4 separate regions of the Mus musculus genome follow, and regions 1, 2 and 4 are each linked to region 3. Evidence: chromatin contacts called from public Micro-C data. All regions are on one chromosome and are shown on one strand. The core of a region is the stretch at or near the end of the contact, and the rest is flanking DNA. Distances in the headings are between cores, read along the strand shown.

Region 1 (2,737 bases), core at 80-2,579, 200 kb after region 3:
TTTAAAAAACACAGTTTTTCCAGTAAAAATAGTCACCCTCTCCCCACCCTCTTTTGGTAAATCTACAAAATTAGATAAGAACTATCCTTTTGTTTCATATCCTCCGACTCAGCGACTGGACACAGTTCCTGGGGTCAGCTGTGGAAGTGGAGGGGAAGGGGCTGGAAAAACCAGTGGAGGAAGAGAAGGCTTGAAGGGAGACAGGGAGGAAAGTTTATGCGTGGAACAGACACTAGGTTTTGCACAGGTTCGCTGTTTTTTTGTTATGCTTTGTTTTGACAGTAAGTAAGGTTCAACCGCCAGGGGTGTGTCAGTTTCCTAAGAGCGCAGCGGGGCGTGGGGGTGGGGTGGTCCTCCCTGGCAGTAACAAACTGGCAGACTTCCACACATGTTAACTCAATTTTGGCAGGCTCGGTTCTGGGACACACGTGGTGGTGAAAAAAAGATGGGATGGACGGCATCTTTCAACCCACATCCTGTTTGATTCCCCTGGGCACTGGGCTCGCCCGCACTACCCAACCTGTGGGGACCCCCGAGGCCAGGCTGGGGCACCTGAGCATGGGAGAGCTGGAGGATTGACTGCTCAGGAAGCAAGGAGTTAGGGGCCAGTCCAGATTATTTCAGCTCCTGCCAAGGTTAGGTCCATGTCCATCCCGAGCTGCCAGCCTCTGGTGCCTCCATCTTCCAATTCCGAGGCCCAGACGGAATTGTCACCCCGCCTCGCGCTACCAGTGACTCCGCCGCCCGCGTAGTTTCCCTAGAACTCCCCCTCACCGCGACTCCACTCCCGGAGTCGCTGCCAGCGCGCCTCCACGCTGCGCCCATGCCCGGGACCGTCCTCCGAGCCCCTAGGGCGGACTTTCAGCCTCCCCGGGCCCGCCAGAGCCTGGGCCGTCCGCCCCTTCGCACTCGCGACGGCTCTCAGCACCTTTGACAGCCCTCCGCACTCCCGACGGCCCTCCCGACGCCCGCCCCTCTGACACCTCTTCACCACCCTCCGCCGTCCTCTCCACCACCCCCGACGGCCCGGGCATCCCCGCTCCGCCCGGCTTCTCTCACCTCCTGCGCGCAGACCGGAGCCGGGAAGTCGAGGAGGCGCGGGGAGGCGCGGCCCGGGGCCAGAACGTTCAGCAGCAGAAGCAGCCATCCCAGCGCGGGCCCGGGGACGACCCGTGGCCAGCAGCGCCGAATCGCCATAGCCCTCGGCCCGGTCGCGGAGCGCTCGCAGCTGGCTCCGCGCGACAGCGAGGGCCCGCGATGGCTTTCCCGGCCGAGGACTGGCGCTCGTCGGCTTCACACGGCCTCCTCTGTCCCGCTTCCGGCTCCCCCGAGGGCGGGCCGCTCGGGGCGGGGCTTGGGTGGGGGCTGTCCTTCCTCTGGCCCCGCCTCCGCCTTGGCCCAGGTGTGCTCCTGGCCTCTTTGGCTCTCCTTGGATGTTGCTCAGCTAAGTAAGATAGGAGCCCAGGAACCCGTTTTAAGGAGCCGAGCCCCGCTGTCAACTTGCTGTGGAGCTATGACTGTCCTCGCCATCGTACCCTCCCGGTTTACACTGATCTGTTTCATCATTTTAGTCTAATTTCCGACTCGGGACTCCAAGGAGTTTGTTTGCTCAATCTCCCTTTCAGTTTTTATGGAGAAACAAGCCCATCGCATCGTCGTAATGCTTATTTCTCGTTTTTGTTTTTTTTGTTTTTTCTACAAAGTTCTAGTTTTTGATGGCCAGATCATGTAGCTTAAGTCTCATATAGCAAGTCCATGAAACTATATTTTTTCCCTTTCAGCGTTGAATCATACATTTGCACACTCAAAAACAAAACAAAACAAAACAAAACAAAAACCCAACAAAACAAAACAAAACCCTGGACAGTGAATTAGTCACCTCATGGCTGGACTAAAGCAAACACGGCATTCTGTAACAGAGATGTGTGTGTGTGGGGGGGGGGGGGTAGCATTGCTAAGTATGAAGGGTTAAAAGTGGATCAGAGGAGGGAAACGGAGACAGCCTGTGTAGACAGCCAGCTCTTTCAAGGAGCCTCACTGTGGCCTCGCCGAGTGCAGTTTGGCTGGGTAAGGTACACAGCATAGGAAGGTTTGAGGCCAGGCTGAGGGCAGAGGCGTGGAAGGATGGGGGACTGAGCAGTACAACGGACAGAGTCTCTGACAAGGCCTGGGGATGCCCTCTAGAACCCCCTGGAGAGAAAAAAAAAATTCAAAGAAGCCACTAGGAATTCAAATTTCTCCAAGACTAACACTTCTTGTAATGAAAATATGTGCTCATGGTTGCACCGCTGCTAAAAACTGCATTCTGGGTATCAACCGCAACATCTAAGAATGTGAGGCCACGATCTGACCACCTGGAGTAAGGCACAGGACCCCTTAACGTTGGGAATAAAACCAAGCGCGACTCTCACTGGATGCGCTTATGCGCTCAGTAAGACACGGCTGTACACCGTTTTGCAGAAGGAAACTTTTGTCTTACTGAAACCCTTTGGCTATTTTCTCAGACCCAACAAGGGGCTCTCTCTTTATTACCAAGGTTCTTGGGAGCTGATTCCCATCTCGGGAGGTGTAGTCGCCAGCGGCCACGGAGAACTGGGTTCCCGAAAGGAAAGCTGGGGTTGGATAGGAATGATGACTAGAGAAGAATGAGACCAAGACAAAGATTCTGATCAAGGCCCAATGTTTAATCCTTGAAATTTAAAGGGGGGGCCCCATCCCCCACTATGCCAGGATCTCG
Region 2 (3,075 bases), core at 475-2,974, 170 kb after region 3:
ACCATCCGTAAGGAGATCTGACTCCCTCTTCTGGAGTGTCTGAGAACAGCTACAGTGTACTTACATATAATAAATAAATAAATAAATCTTAAAAAGAAAAAAGAAGTGTATTTTTTAAAAAAAAGTGAAAACCAACTAACCCAACAACAACAAAACACGCAGATAAGGCTAAGGCTTTGGGCAGCAGCATGGTGATCCCACCGTGGCAGGCAACTGTGGCAGCAGCTTTGAGGCAGTGAAATCAAGGCAGGGGACAGAGAGTCTGCAGGAGGAGGAGGAAGACGAGGGCAAGCTCCTAACTTGTTCCTATGGACTGGGAGTGAATTACACAGAAGCCCCAGAACCTTCTCGAGCCCCAAATGCTATTGTAGTTTTCTTCTCCTCTACCTCTAAAAGCAGGACTTTACCTCCTGCCCTTCAGGACTCCTACCAGTGGGGTTGGAAGGGGGAGGGCAGCCCCTAGGCAGACTCAGCCCATGGACCGGAATGGGCAAGGCTGGCCTTGAACCTTCAAAGCTCCTGTTTCAGGTTCCTGAGTACCTGGGGTTACAGAGGAGCTGGCTTGTGACACCAGGCTCTGCTGGAGTTTATTCTTTTGCATGCTTCCATACCTCTAAAGATCCCCCCACCCCCTTTCTTGGTCAGACATATTTTCCTGTTATTTCATCTCCTGCTTTAGCTTTTTTTTTTTTTTTTTGATGACAGGGTCTCACATAACCCAAAGCTGGCCTCAAACTTGCTATGTAGTCAATGGTGACTTTGGATTTCTGAGCCTTCTGCTCGACCTCCTCAGACCTGGAATCAGATGTGGGGTGATGGGGAGGAACCCCTCCGCGCTGCATGCAAGCTAGGTACAAACCTTTCAGAATACCAAAGATGAGCCTGGCTAAGCAAGCAACTGCCCCACCCCAGGTCTCCAGAGTGGCTTCCTGCCCTGGCCCTGGCCTCCCCTACCCCAGGACTAGACAGTGGTATTTGCACCCCACCCTCTTCCTAAGCCCTCTTCTCAGCAATTATATTCAGGGAGCCTTTTCATTAACTGGAAACTGAAGATCTCCGAGGGGAGGACAGCTTTGGATGTGTGAAAATGCAGTACTTGGTTGGGAGTGCTCCTTCTGAATAATAGAATTGGGGGTGGTGTTTGTTTGGTTTGGTTTCTGGTGGTGGGTTGGAACCCAGGACTGGATGCATACAAGGCGGGTCATTCTACCAATTGAGATACACCATCCCCGAGCTCTTTCTGGTTCTTTTTTTATTTAACTTTTTAATCACTTCCATTGAGTTCTCAGGGCCTTTACGGAAGGAGATGGCAGAATGGTCGTTGGCGCACAGAGGAGAAGTTGGCTTGCGCTTCCTCCTGATAGGCAAGAAAGGACAGTGGTGCTTGGAAGCACGAAGTTGTGGTCTACACTGAGACCAAGGCCACCCAGCAGTTCAGGTTCAGCCCTTAGGGCTGTGGAGCTAGAGACTTCATGTTCCTATCCCGCCTGGCCTGATACGCTTTCAACTCTACTCCGGCACCTCAGTTCTCCCTCCTTTCCTTCCTGCTGATCCAGCCAGCCAGGCTTTCTCCTCCTCTATTCTCGCCTCCTCTCTCCCTCGAATCCAGTCCTGGTTTCCCCGCTGCCAGCTCCTTCTGCTGCCTGCTGGGCTCGCTCCCCTCCTCCGCCCCCGCCTCTCCGGTCCCGGCGGTCTGCTCGGCTCCCCCGCGCTCCCCCAGCTCAGCCACCCGCGGCTTCACTCGCCCAGTCCGGCCGCTCCAGTCCGGATCTCTCTGCCTCCCGACCCGGGTGCGAGTTCCAGCAGCTGGCGAGGAGGCGGCAGCGGCTGGCCCGGGTTCCCCTCTGCCGCCTCGTCAGCCCGAGGTTGACGGGGAGAGAGCGGCCGGGCAGCCCCTGGAGCCCCTCCGAGGACAATGCACCCGGCGCTGGGCCACCCTCGCGCGCTCTCGTCCGCGCCCGCCTCCTTTCCGCCGCCCCCCGCCGCAGCCCGGCTACAGCCCCTCTTCCTCCGGGGGGGCTCCTCCCGCGGCCGGAGAGGCTCGGGCGACAGCAGCACCAGCACCAGCACCAGCCGCGGGGGGTGCGGCGGCAGACGCGGCGGAGGCGGCGGCTCCCCGAGCAGCAGCACAGGCGCGGAGCGAGAGGACGACGACGAGAGCATTAGCATCAGCAAGCCACTGGTGCCCGCCGCCGCCGCGCTCCCCGGGCCCCCAGCTCAGGGGGGCGTCCCAGTCTCCGCCACCGCGCCCGCCGCCGCCTCCTCCACTTCCACGCCCACCTCTTCCTGCAGCATGACCGCCGCGGACTTCGGCGCGGGCGCCGCGGCCGGCACCGTCGGGGGCCCCGGGAGCCGCTCGGCGGTGGGCGCAGGCGGCACCGGGACCGGCGGCGCCGCCTCCTGCTGCTCGTGCTGCTGTTGCTGCTGCGGCCGCCCCACTCGCTCCGGCCGTAGGGGTCGGCGCCGGGGCTGCTCGCCAAGCCCCGGCTGCCGCTGGGGCTACCAGGCGCTGTCTGTGGTGCTGCTGCTGGCGCAGGGCGGTCTGCTGGACCTGTACCTCATTGCAGTCACTGACCTGTACTGGTGCTCTTGGATCGCCACCGACCTCGTGGTGGTGGTGGGCTGGGCCATCTTCTTCGCCAAGAACAGCCGGGGCCGTCGGGGCGGCCCAGCGAACAGCATGCACAACCACCACCAGCTCCACCACCACTCGGCTCCGCCTCTGCACCTATCCGCAGCGGCGTCGGCGGGGGCCGGGGCCAAGGCTCGCGGGGGCCGAGGAGGTTCTGGAGGCTCCGGAGCCGGGCCGGGGACGACTGGGGCAGCGGGCGAGTTCGCTTTTGCGTACCTGGCCTGGCTCATCTACTCCATCGCTTTCACCCCTAAGGTGGTGCTCATCCTGGGCACATCCATCCTGGACCTCATCGAGCTGCGCGCGCCCTTTGGCACCACGGGCTTTCGCCTTACCATGGCGCTGTCCGTGCCGCTGCTCTACAGCCTAGTGCGTGCCATTAGCGAGGCGGGCGCGCCCCCGGGCTCGGCGGGTCCCCTGCTCCTGCAGCCACAGCAGCATCG
Region 3 (3,115 bases), core at 364-2,863:
TTGTAATCGGTTTAGATTTCCAATTTCGTTAACTTTGCAACACGAGGAAATTCCCACGCTTCATTCATAGAAGCAAGTGATATTTCTGCAAACACAACGGACTTTAAAAAATAAAGGTGTGCGAAGACCTCAAGAGTCAACAAATTAAAATCAAGATTCGGGGGGGGGGGGGGTGAAGAGGCAACCACAACGGTCAGACTTCCCAAATAAATTACTTTAATTTTGATTACTTCCATTGTAAAGGCAGTCACAAAACTGAAAACAGTAACTGACCAACAACAGTTTCTTGTACCTTTGTCCCAAGGAAGAAAAAAAAAAAAAAAAAGGGTGATTAAGTCCCTACAGACAGGAAAAAAAGCAACTCAACCTGCCAACCAATCAGTATTTCACAATTCCTTCCAAAAATAAATGCCAGGATGCTGCTTCGGACCATCTTATACATTCCGTTTCCCACACTCCCGCCACCGTCCTTGTCATTAGGACCCTCGGATTTTAGTCCAGTTATCACAAAGCCTCGGGTCTTGAAAGCACCTTCGGCCTGGCCAGAAAGCCATTCCTTTCCTCCTCGCTCGCCCGGGGGAATAATGGTGGCGAAATCAACTCAGAGAGAGAGCTCCCGGAATACGGACGGCTGCGCCTTCCTCCGTAGAGGAGCTGTTTTAAAAGGGAGGGGGGCCCAAACTTTCCCTCCACAGTCTCGGCGTCCCGAGCGACGGTGAGCGACGGGCGGTCCCACAAGGAGAACGCCCCAAGCCCAGGCCCCATCTGCGCCCGCCCGAAGTTGACTCGAAGCGCCCGAGAGTTACGGGCCTCCGCAAGTCCGCCAAGTGCGACCCGGGCGAGCGTCTCCCGAGCAACGCCGCCCCTGCCCGAGGCCGCTCCCGCCCCGCCGCTGTGGCCCCCGGCGCGTGAGCCCGCATCGCGTCCCGGTCCCCGCCTGAGCAGCTGCTCGCCGCCTCCGAGGCTCCAGCGGGGAGCGCGCGCGCACTCTCGCCCTCAGACCGGCCGAGAAGTCCCGGGAGAGCCCCGGGGTCCCGCGCCGACAAAAGCAGGCTCGACCCCCGCCGGCGAGAGCGCGCGGGGCCACGGGGAGCCCGTGCCGGCCGCCAGCCTCGTGCCCGCCGCCGAGCCCCCTCGCCGCCCGCACTCCGCGCCAAGTCGGCGGCCCGCGACTCCCCGCAGAGAAGCGCGGAGAAAGGGCGCAGCGCCGGCTACTCACCTCGATCTCGAAGTCGGGCAGGCGGAACGCCGTGCGAAAGAGCGAGCAGAAGTGCGCGATGGCCGGGACTTCCCACCAGGAGCGGAGCTCGCCCAGCCCGGCCGCGCCGCCTTCCTCCGGGCACATCTCCCCGCCGCGCTCGCTCACTCGCTCTCGCTCGCTCGCTCGGACTCCGGCCGCCGGCAGCGCCTCTCACTCAGCGCGCGGCGGCTCCCGCCGCTCGGCGTGAGCTCAAGCGGAGGCGCGGCCGGGCGGGGGGCGGCGGTCCGACTCGCTCAAGCGGCCGCTGCTCGGGCAGCCGGCGGGGGCCGCGCGCTCGCCCCGTCCCGCCGCGGCCGTGCGGCCGCCCCCAATCCCATACAATATAATCCACTCAGCGCTGAGGAAAACAGATGGGGCTGGGGGTGGGGAGGGGGCCCGGCAGAAACCTGGGAGGAGGGGCCGCCCACGAGGAGGGGGCGGGGCCGGCGCGCACCACAACAACAACCCCGCCCCCACCCCTGCGCGGACAGCTGCACCGAGGGCGGGGGAGGGGGAGCGGGCGAGCCGCGCCCGGGGAGGGGCCGCCCGTGACGCGGAGGGGCCCGCGCGCAGCCCGCGGGCGGCCGGGCGGGTGGGAGCCGCGCTCTGCCGTGCAGGTGTTTGGGGCCGGGGAGTTCGGCGACTTTGGTGACGGAAGACAATAAGGGTCTCTCCCACCCCCACGTGGCCTCAGTGGTCGAGTCCTTTTAAAGGGCCCGCGGGGTGGTGCTCTTGCTGGGGACTCGCTCCGGGAGTGCGCACGTGTGGGATTTCAGTTATTACTGCTGTGGAGGGTGGCGCGGGACAGAGCGAGTGGGACGTCCACGCTGGAAACCGGAGGCCCGGGGAAACGACGCGCTTTCCACCTGTTCTTTAGCGCTTTTTTATTTTTATTATTATTACTATTATTAGCCTATCTGAGAACGGGACTTAAGGGAGCGCTAAAGTGCCTCGCTTCTCCAAGGGAAGAAGGTGGTGGGGCTGGTTCGGCTGGAACCGAGTAGGATGGAGGGGTAGAGTGTGGCGGGAAGGGTGGAGTAGGGGGGAGGCACCAATCAGCAGCCTAGCGGGAAGAGCAATTTCCCCCACCCCAGGGAACGGACACGTGCAGCCGCCCTGGAGGAGACTGGCTTTGAGCCCTCTGACTGCCCTCGCCGGAGCGGAGCGCGGCTGCTGCGGGCGCGAGTGCTCACAATGTGGCTGGGAGGCTGGGGGATGGGGAAGAGCCTGGAGACTAAGGACGTGTGTCCGGGTGGGGGTGGAGACCTGCCCGGGCTGCGGGAATACGCTCCGAGAGGAAGGTGCTCGGACTTTAGAAAAGTTAACTGCTATTTAGGACGGTGGAATTCTGTCTAAACCGGAAGGGGAAAAAATCACCCCCGAAATAGCCCAGAAGTTTGGAAAAACTACGTTGTAGTAGCGCCTATTTGTATTGGTCATTTGCGCTTGAGCAGTTCTACTCTAAGAGTCCTGGCTGCTTCTTTAGTCCACCTCGCCAGAAACACCGCCCCTTAGGTGCACTCAAATTCGGCTGTTTAGATAGGTACAACCCTGGAAAGAATAATAGGGAGCGAGTTTGTGAGATAGATGTGTAAGTGGGAGGCCTGGCTCGTTCCTCCTCCCTCACCTATTCTAATTACTTTAATAACTAACCTCTTGTGTCTTTGTAAGGCAGCACTTAAAAACACTAAAATCCTTAAGTTATATATCCAAGTGTGCCTTTTGTGAGCCAACTAACCTTAAGATACTTCATCTTCCCTCACACTGCCCTGTAGGTGAGAGTTAGCAACCCCTACACGCTATCTATCCCATTTTTATTTTTAAAGTTTGTTTTTGAATGTTTTCAAAACGCAGCTACTCTGTAGATACCTCATG
Region 4 (2,759 bases), core at 136-2,635, 150 kb after region 3:
ACCTGGGATCCTCATGAGGACTTGAAAGAACAGGGCGGACTGTAGTCTAATGCCGTGGACAGCCTTACTTCAGCTTCAGTGCACTCACTTTTATACACAACTGTGACAAAGAAAGCAGTGACCCAGGGAAGGTCGTGTGGTTCAGATGAACATGGAAATGAACACCAGTGAGTGCATACTAAATATTAACCTAACAGCACAGCCCTTTCTCAGAGCTTCCTCAGGACAGACCAACTTAAACACAATTGCCTGGTGCGTACTATAGATGATATCTGGGAAAGCATGAAAGCGAGGCAGGAGGCCATGTCCAGATGCAGGGCACACTGACCAGAGTGGGTTCTATAGCTGTGTTCTGACATCCAACAAGAATAAGCATGCCGCCAGGCGTGGTGGCACATGCCTTTAATCCCAGCACTCGGGAGGCAGAGGCAGGAGAATTTCTGAGTTCGAGGCCAGCCTGGTCTACAAAGTGAGTTCCAGGACAGCCAGGGCTACACAGAGAAACCCTGTCTCGAAAAAAACTTTAAAAAAAAAAAAAAAAAAGAATAAGCATGCCTTATAAGTTGAATGCAAATGTTTGCATCGGAGGCACAAAACTCACATCCAGCAACAAAACGTACCTCTTTTTTTCCTGTCGCCTCTCTCACAGTTCCCCAAGATATTGTTCACCATGGTCAGTCTTTTGACTGAGTTCTGACAGTTGGCCTAGAATCCCCTATATAAGACGGCTGAACTTGAACTTGAAGAGACCTGTTTGCTTCTTGACCTCCCAAGTGCTGAGTTCAAAGGTGTGCATCACCACCCCCAGCCAGGAAATGAAATTTGTATGTAAACGGGGGACATTGAATATTACATGCCAAGCGCAGTGTCTGTTAGGATTGGGTCAGCGCTGAGGACAGAACACAGACACACTTTACACAAGGTGGCATACTGGCTTTCTTATTAAAGAAGGTAGCAATCAGGCTACGGGCAGTCTTTATTCAGGACACTTACTCCTTTCTGCAGCACACTCCTTAGGCTATGCCTGTATAATTCTAAATGGCTGCCTGAGTGTTAGCCATCACATTAGCATTTCAGAGGGCAGGAAGCAGTCGAGTGGGCTGTTAGCTTGCAACACTGACCAAATACTTGAATAAACAACCTAAAAGGAGGAAGGTTAATTTCTGCTCTATTGATTTGGTGCTTGTGGTGACCCTAATATTGTGATAGGAAGCAAGTTGTGGAGCAAAACTGTTCCCTTTTGATAGCTAGGAGGCAGTGAGGTAGACAGGAGGGAGCCTCCAGGGATGTGTTTCCAGTTTCAGCTGGCTGAAGACTCTAGCGCCAGCCAAGGGATCCTCAGCTGGGACCACGCCTTGAGCTGTGGGGCTGTGTAAGGTCAGGAAGAGCGTGCCTCCTTGTGACCTCTTGTCACAGCCAGGCCAGCACCTCTGCTTCTGCGACTGTTCAGTGGGGCTCACGCGTGTACTAGGTGGCCACACCTAGCTGCAGGGGAGGCAGTGAGCACACTCTGGCAGCCAACAGTTGTGGAGCACCAGTGTTAGGGTTTGGGGGCCAGGTACGATGGCATCGTGGGTAAATGCCTGCTATCAAGCTGACCACCTGAGTTTGAGCCTTGGGACCCATATAAAGTTGGAATGAGAGACTGACTCCAGAAAGTTGTCCTCTGACCACCATATGCTCACTGTGGCACATGTGGGTACATAAAATTAATTTTTTAAAACCCAAAATACAATGTTTTGGGAGTGAGCCTTTCAGGGTTTTCACCCTAGTTTTGCTACCCTGGGGAAACTGCCTGCTCTTGCCTCAGTTTCTTCATGTGAATGACTCTAGGGGAGGGATACAGGTCGGTTGCTTGGAGACAGCTTAGAGAGTGGCAGATGGCCTCAAGGCTAAGTTGCTGAGATCTCTTCTTGGGCAGGTTTGGTCATGGCACCTTTCTGCTTTGCCTGGAAACCATCTACCGGAAAATAACAGGCAATGAGCTGAAATACGAGGGTCTGATGGGCAAACCCAGCATCCTTACTTACCAGTATGCAGAGGACGTGATCAGGCAGCAGGCTGAGAGGCGGGGCTGGGCCGCCCCCATCAGGAAGCTGTATGCTATAGGGTAAGTCCATTGCCTCTCCATTATCATAGCTGCTTTTCTTTCCCTCTGCCCACACCACCCAGGCTTCCCCGAAGCTGAGTCACACCACCTCCAGGCTGTTCTGATAGCTTCGAAACACTAAACTAAGGTTTTTTTCTTCTTTGCCCTCTGGTATTGCTGCCCTGCCAGTGATAACCCTATGTCTGATGTCTACGGTGCCAACCTATTCCATCAGTACCTGCAAATGGCCAATCGTGGAGAGGAGGAACAGCAGACTGGTGGGCAACAGAAGCAGCGGCCTTCAGCAACCCAGAGTTGTGCTTCCATCCTGGTATGCACTGGCATATACAGTTCTCAGGACCCAGGCTCCCAAGTGCCTCCTCCTGGAAGGAGAGAGCTTCCATTCCACGGACACCGAGACTTCAGCTTCAGTCCAGGGCTCCTAGAAGCCTCCCACATTGTTCATGATGTAAACGAAGCTGTGCAGCTGGTTTTCCACCAGGAGGGTTGGGCTTGAGGGGACGGAGATGTAGCAGAGGCAGAGGGGGCTGTTGGAGCATGCGCTCAGGGAATCCTGTGTGCCCGGCTGTGGTCTGGGTCACAGGCATCAAGTCCAAGCCTGGCTTCTTGCCATTACTTCCTGGGACAGAGAAGACTGTAGCTTCAGTAG

Evidence for each region. Hi-C and Micro-C count contacts between places; a contact is called where the count stands out from the background.
Region 1: a contact with region 3 is called in a Micro-C map of embryonic stem cells, with 3 times the contacts expected there. The contact joins the promoter of Il17ra here to the promoter of Cecr2 in region 3. A contact is called at or near these places in 11 of 39 promoter capture datasets (the C10 cell line, cranial neural crest, embryonic stem cells and 6 more), 3 of 484 Hi-C or Micro-C datasets (embryonic stem cells and stem cell-derived neural progenitor cells) and 1 of 9 other capture datasets (adipose tissue).
Region 2: a contact with region 3 is called in a Micro-C map of embryonic stem cells, with 5 times the contacts expected there. The contact joins the promoter of Tmem121b here to the promoter of Cecr2 in region 3. A contact is called at or near these places in 7 of 39 promoter capture datasets (the C10 cell line, embryonic stem cells, hematopoietic stem and progenitor cells and 3 more), 8 of 484 Hi-C or Micro-C datasets (the N1E-115 cell line, Sertoli cells, Th1 cells and 3 more), 1 of 115 datasets of contacts at active chromatin or transcription factors (memory CD8 T cells) and 3 of 9 other capture datasets (adipose tissue, liver and pancreatic islet).
Region 4: a contact with region 3 is called in a Micro-C map of embryonic stem cells, with 2.5 times the contacts expected there. The contact joins the enhancer-like site here to the promoter of Cecr2 in region 3. A contact is called at or near these places in 9 of 39 promoter capture datasets (the C10 cell line, the HPC-7 cell line, cranial neural crest and 5 more), 2 of 484 Hi-C or Micro-C datasets (both in embryonic stem cells), 3 of 115 datasets of contacts at active chromatin or transcription factors (the 230-238 cell line, CD8 T cells and extraembryonic endoderm stem cells) and 1 of 9 other capture datasets (adipose tissue).

The regions. Positions count from the first base shown.
Region 1 is chr6:120,461,789-120,464,525 of GRCm38.p6, reverse strand. It overlaps Il17ra (interleukin 17 receptor A), which reads right to left and starts at 1,329. Exons shown (of 13, transcript NM_008359.2): 1 at 1,060-1,329. The coding sequence starts at 1,197.
Region 2 is chr6:120,492,595-120,495,669 of GRCm38.p6, reverse strand. It overlaps Tmem121b (transmembrane protein 121B), which reads left to right and starts at 1,724. Exons shown (of 1, transcript NM_033567.2): 1 at 1,724-3,075. The coding sequence starts at 1,916.
Region 3 is chr6:120,664,812-120,667,926 of GRCm38.p6, reverse strand. Cecr2 (CECR2, histone acetyl-lysine reader) reads right to left here and starts at 1,613. Exons shown (of 19, transcript NM_001368706.1): 1 at 1,220-1,613. The coding sequence starts at 1,345.
Region 4 is chr6:120,509,982-120,512,740 of GRCm38.p6, reverse strand. Hdhd5 (haloacid dehalogenase like hydrolase domain containing 5) reads left to right here. Exons shown (of 8, transcript NM_144815.2): 7 at 1,922-2,110; 8 at 2,279-2,759. The coding sequence ends at 2,606. Among named protein-coding and RNA genes, the nearest start is that of Gm38888, 11 kb to the right of the region's middle. Within about 2 kb of position 1,385, at least 34 of the 459 cell types and tissues checked have an H3K27ac peak or open chromatin away from gene starts, as enhancers often do. A contact at or near this core is called in embryonic stem cells, where this site is marked.